Regions from separate parts of the Mus musculus genome. Here region 1 is linked to region 2. The links are chromatin contacts, called in public HiChIP or PLAC-seq maps. All regions are on one chromosome and are shown on one strand. Each heading gives the region's core, a stretch centred on a gene start, on an enhancer-like site or on the middle of the called end of the contact. The rest is flanking DNA. Distances are from core to core; before and after follow the strand shown. Region 1 overlaps Abhd17b (abhydrolase domain containing 17B). Region 2 overlaps 1110059E24Rik (RIKEN cDNA 1110059E24 gene).

Region 1 (3,103 bases), core at 410-2,909, 73 kb after region 2:
TATTAATTTATTATAATCTTAATACAAAAATGTAATGAGAAAGATAATTTAATGAGAGGCAAGGATACGTTAAGTCCATCCTCAATCTTGTATATAAGTACAATTTTTGTTTGTTTTTGTTTTTTAAGATAGGGTTTCTCTTTGTAGCAGCCCTGACTCTCCTAGAATTAGCTCTGTAGTCCAGGCTGACCAGGCTGGCCTCAAACTTCTAGAGATCGGCTTGCCTCTGCCTCCCCAGTGCTGGGATTAAAGGTATGTGCTACCACCTAACTTTAGCAGTGTGTAAATAATTTACATTTTACCTAAACAACCATTTCAGAATAGAACATTAGTTTTCTAGCATTTACTCCATTAAAACTCTCTGGAAACAAGGGAAGGAAAGAAACAATATTTTCTGCAAAGGCATGTGAATTTCTGAGTTCGAGGCCAGTCTGGTCTACAGAGTGAGTTCCAGGACAGCCAGGGCCACACAGAGAAACCCTGTCTCGAAAAAAAACCAAAACAAACAAACAAACAAAAAAACGAAAACAACAACAACAAAAAATTTATTTCATTTTATGTGTATGAGTGTCTTGTCTGCATGTATGACTGTGCACCACATGAGTGCTTGGTTTCAGATCCACTGGCACTGATATTACAGGCAGTTGTGTTGTCGTCGTGAGTGCTGGGGTTGAACCCTGCTTCCCTGGGATTGAGAGAACATTTTGTGCTCTCAGCCTCAGAGCCATCTCTTCAGCACCCAGACTTTTAATTTATGAGGAATACATTTTAATTTTTTTTTTATGGAAAAAGTTATCCTTGAAAAGATTGCTATCCATTAGATATTGTAGTGTATGCTCGTAATCCTCGTATTTGCCAAGTGGCAACCAACCTGGACTACCAAGCAACACTGTACCTGAGAGGGAAAGAAAAGCCATCACTCTTAAAACCAGGCGCTTGTTTGGTAGTAATCTATGTCAGAGCCTTGGTAAATCGAGAAAATATAATGAGCTCATAAGTATCAGTAATAGAGATTTAAGAACTATAGTAGAGTTGCTACATAGTTTTCAGAAGGGAAAAACTTACTCTAGAATGAATACGTAGACTCCAGGATTTTAGTTGCTCACGGTTGGTTTCTAGGCTCACTGCTATTCATTAGCATTCTACGCGTCTCATTGGTTTCATTAAACCATCAATTCATCTAAATAATACAAATCTCTGGGGTGCTCATACTTATACCTCCAAATTGATGATAGTATTTTTAATTCCTGGTCCATGGGGTGAATTCAGGGCCTTATACACACTAAGCAAGCACTCTGTTACTGTGCTGCGACTCCAGCCCTTGCTCTGTTTCTGGTACAGTTTGGGAAACAGACATTTATGGCGCACGCCTCTAATCCCAGCACTCGGGAGGCAGAGGCAGGCGGATTTCTGAGTTCGAGGCCAGCCTGGTCTACAAAGTGAGTTCCAGGTCAGCTAGAGCTATATAGAGAAACCCTGTCTTGGAAAAAAAAGAAAAAAAAGAAAAAAGGAAAGGAAAGGAAAGGAAAGGAAAGGAAAGGAAAGGAAAGGAAAGGAAAAAAAAAAAAAACTGAACCGGATTGTTCCAGAGCTAGTGCCGGTGCCGTGCGGTGCCGTGCCGGCATGTTCTCACCAAGCTACTCTCCCCAGCTAGCCCCCACTATGCCCGATCACTGCACTCCCAGCCCTTGTTCGCTTGTCCCTGGAGCCGCTAGTTCTTCCTCAGCCAGAAACCCGTGTAGTCAGCGATCCCACATTCCAGTAACTAAATGGAACCGCCAACCTCGTGGTTGCATATCACAATACCCAATAACCAGGTAAAATCAAGATCCTTAAAGCTTAACTAACCAATCCAATCAGATTTATGTATCAATAATATCACAATTTGCAAGAAGCCAGTACAATAATTTCAGAACCAATTGATAATGATAAAGCTTTACCCCAACTATTCTATACTCACAACTACTTGTGGCTGGTAAACGCCATGTGGGTTCACATCTACCGCCATCTTAGATGCTTCCTGTCTCTGCAACTCTTAGCTCCGCCTCCCTTTTCCCTGTCCAATCACAGGCCTCCTCTGCACTAATATAATTGGACAGGGAAAATCCTGATACATGTGTCCAAAGACTTCCTAAGATATATATACATTTGAAGACTACCTTCCTTTTGAAAAAGTCATAGCTCAGAAACGTCAGGAAAGAAAAGCAAAAGAGCTGTGAAGTGTAAACACAGTTTACTTGTTTTGTCATCATGGGATCATGTGTGTGTGTGTGTGTGTGTGTGTGTGTGTGTGTGTGTGTGTGTGTGCGCGCGCGCGCGCTTACATGTAAGTTCCAGGATAAGCACAGTCATTTGGAAAGCAACTGGGAAGTGAGAAGCTCTGTTCCCTACCTTTGGCACCTCTGTTCTCTGCACCTCATTACCTACCTCATCCTCACAACCTAAAGTTGTAACTCATTAGTTGTTAAATGTACACGTCCTTGTAGGCTGGTGAAATAATCAGTACAGCGATTGTTCTACAAGTATGAAAACCTGAGTTCGATTGCTAGCGCCTTTATAAACCCAAGGCGTTGGCGTCCAGCATTGTAAAAGTGAAGACAGATCTCTGGACCTTGATGGCCAACGTAAGGCACTATGAGAAACTCTGGCTCAGTCAGTGAGCATGGGAGATCTTTTTTAATCCTGGTGTCTTTCTCAATTTCTTTTTAAACTATTTTTAAGTTTTCATTATAGAAATGTTTCATATCCATGGTTTAGTCCACAGGTTTGGAGTTTTTATTGGGGTGGGGGCTGTCCCTGGTTGGTTTTAGACAATGGAAATGTTTCTCAGATTTTTGGGGGGCGTGGGGGGGGGTGTTATTAGTATGTTGAAAGGCTGTTGGGTTTGGATTTTGGTGGTTGTTTGTTTGTTTTCTTTTTTAATGCGTTAATTTTGTATTCTGCTACTTTGCTGAAAATGTTTTATCAGCGCTAAGAGTTTACTTGTAGAGTCTTTAGGGTCTCATATATAGAAAGAGTCATGTCATCTGCAGATACACGTTGGCTTCTTCCTTTCCTATTTATATCCTTTTTATTTGCTTCTCGTATCTTGTTTTTCATTTTA
Region 2 (2,835 bases), core at 73-2,572:
TACTGCAGCTGTTCACTGCAAGGCTGAGCTTTATTGTTGGTATCAGGACCTCCGAAACCCGTGACATCACATAGGCAGGACCCGCAGACCTGTTGTCAAGGCAACAGCCACTATATTCCCAGAATCCACTTGGCTCACCTCCCACCTTTACCTGTGTTCCACCATCACCCATATATAAAGAAAGGCCCTCTGGTCTCCCTTTCTCTCTTCGCCACCACCTTGCGCGACCTCCCCCCCTCCCCAATAAACCTCTTACACATGGAACTGCTTTGGCCGGGTGTGCTATGTTGGATGCAAGCCACTATTCGAACACATCATTTATTGTACGAAATTATACAAAGGGCCTCAACTGTGGGAAATTAGATTGTAAGCAAAACTTAAGATAATAAAAGCCTTTGACATAGAGCTAAATGAAAAGCTATTAAAACTGTGGTAAACTTGGATTACATTATTCTAAAAGGCTTTACTAAATTATTCTATACTTTAAGACTATATCATTAGGACCACGAGGAATAAGTCCCAATCTATAACATTTTCTTTTTTTTTCTTTTAAGTTTGAGGTCATTTAATTTTTAACTTTAATTTCTTTTTTTTTTTTTTTTTTTTTACATTTTAAATGTTATCCCCTTTCCCAGTCATCCTCCCTGCCAAACCCCCTATCCCATGCCCACTCCCATTAAAGTCTCTCAACTTTAACTTCTTAATGTCCTAAAATAGTTTAGGTCATCTGAGAATTCAAGCAACTAACAAGCATGTTTTCTTTTTGATAAATATTTGTCTCACGCTGAAGACCTCTGGAATCAGTAGATCTTTACTAAATTGCCAATGCAGGGTTAACACTGTATCCGAGGGCGCTATCAGTGTTAAGATCTATATGTAAATCTTGAAAATGGCTCAATTGTTTACAGTCTCAATCCATCTGCTCCAACAAAGGTGACTCTTAAGAATTACACATCAGCATAGCTTGCTAAATGCTCCACGTATTGTTTACATGGCCAAAATCTTGGGAGTGAGCCCCAGGAGTCTGCTAAATTCTTCAATGAATTCTTATGCCCACAAACACTTGAGAACTCTTGATATCCATCATAATTAAAAGATTCCTAAGTGGGGGTTTCTGAGCCCTGGTGAAGGTTACAAGGACCAATTCTGAGAACAGAAGAAATCTGAATGCTGCTGAAAGCAAGTGTGATCTTTTCAAAGTGAAATTCATTCGGAACACCACGTTTTGTTAGGTAATATGTCTGCCTGAGTGAAAGGGTCTTTCCATAGGTCAGGCATGTTGGTGGCAGTAGCCATGACAACAGTCTTTAGTCTTCATTTTCTGTCTCCCAAGAGGGTGTGGGTGTGCCTTTTCTTTCAAGTACATAACCCAGGCACAGACCATGAGTAAAGGAGAGGAGTCCCCAAGCTACCAGAGGTTTGCTGTTTTACACAAACCACATGCTCAGTACAACACTGAGTTTTAAACACAAAGAACCCTGATCCTAAATAGGAGAATAGTTTATGTAGCACTTTAATAGACACCCATTTCAAGTTGCATAAAACCCACAAAGTATTTTTCAATCTTTAAAACCAGCTATAAATCTCTCGTTGGGCCGGGCGGTCGTGGTGCACGCCTATAGTCCCAGCACTTAGGAGGCAGAGGCAGGCAGATTTCTGAGTTCGAGGCCAGCCGGGTCTACAAAACAAGTTCCAGGACAGCCAGGGCTATACAGAGAAACCCTGTATTGTAAAACCAACCAAACAAACAAACAAACAAACAAACAAAAAAACCTCTCGTCACTCCACCTGCTTTCCTCACACCTCACACCACTTTATAGTAAGAAATAACTTTACATTTACCTAAATACTTTTTTCCTTGAAAAAAAAAAAAAAGAATTGCTACATTTATAGTATTTTATTAAGGAAATGTCATGGGTGTTAATCCTAGTTTTCCTTCCTTTTCATATTTCTGTGTGTGTGTGTGTGTGTGTGTGTGTGTGTGTATGTGTGTGTGTGTGCGAGAGAGAGAGAGAGAGAGAGAAAGAGAGAGAGAGAGAGAGAGAGAGAGAGAGGGAAATGCCAGAAAACAAGCACTTAAGCTATTTTGGCTATGTGTATATTACAACTAATCAGTTGAAAGTGGCTAAATTCAACACAAATTGTTCTAATAAACCCTATTTACTGACAAAGGAATCCGTAATACACATCTTTAAAATAGAATAGTTGGTTTATAATGAAAACAGAAAAGGAAAAATAAGTGCTGACTTCCTAAGATCTGAACCAGGGCTGGGCAGTGGTGGCACACGCCTTTAATCCCAGCACTCGGGAGGCAGAGACAGGTGGATTTCTGGGTTCGAGGCCAGCCTGGTCTACAAAGTGAGCTCCAGCACAGCCAGGGCTATACAGAGAAACCCTGTCTCGGGGGAAAAAAAACCAAAAACCAAAAGCTGAACCAGGGACAGACTTCATTACATCATCTTTAAGAGTCGCCAACTTCTTTTGAGGCACACTGTTCCCAGTGGGTCCCAAGCTGCTTCCCCTTGAGCATGAAAACCTCTGGGACTGAGGACACCTGAATTACAGTGTGCTCATGCCTACAGATCCACTTAAACAGAAGCCTCATGCCTACAGAGTCACTTAAACAGAAACCTCATGCTACAGATTCACTTAAACAGAAACCTCATGCCTACAGATTCACTTAAACAGAAGCCTCATGCCTACAGATTCACTTAAACAGAAACCTCATGCCTACAGATCCACTTAAACAGAAGCCTCATGCCTACAGATTCACTTAAACAGAAGCCTCATGCTACAGATTCACTTAAACAGAAGCCTCATGCTACAGATTCACTT

What was found. HiChIP or PLAC-seq counts read pairs in DNA pulled down with a chosen protein or histone mark.
Region 1: an H3K27ac HiChIP or PLAC-seq map of embryonic stem cells shows a contact between it and region 2, with 22 read pairs. The contact joins two enhancer-like sites. A contact is called at or near these places in 2 of 484 Hi-C or Micro-C datasets (double positive thymocytes and muscle stem cells), 3 of 115 datasets of contacts at active chromatin or transcription factors (embryonic fibroblasts and embryonic stem cells) and 3 of 9 other capture datasets (adipose tissue, liver and pancreatic islet).

The regions. Positions count from the first base shown.
Region 1 is chr19:21,672,877-21,675,979 of GRCm38.p6, forward strand. All of the region lies in intron 1 of Abhd17b (abhydrolase domain containing 17B), which reads left to right. Among named protein-coding and RNA genes, the nearest start is that of Abhd17b, 21 kb to the left of the region's middle. Within about 2 kb of position 1,660, at least 15 of the 459 cell types and tissues checked have an H3K27ac peak or open chromatin away from gene starts, as enhancers often do. A contact at or near this core is called in embryonic stem cells, where this site is marked.
Region 2 is chr19:21,600,614-21,603,448 of GRCm38.p6, forward strand. All of the region lies in intron 2 of 1110059E24Rik (RIKEN cDNA 1110059E24 gene), which reads right to left. Among named protein-coding and RNA genes, the nearest start is that of Gm38486, 5.9 kb to the left of the region's middle. Within about 2 kb of position 1,323, at least 14 of the 459 cell types and tissues checked have an H3K27ac peak or open chromatin away from gene starts, as enhancers often do. A contact at or near this core is called in embryonic stem cells, where this site is marked.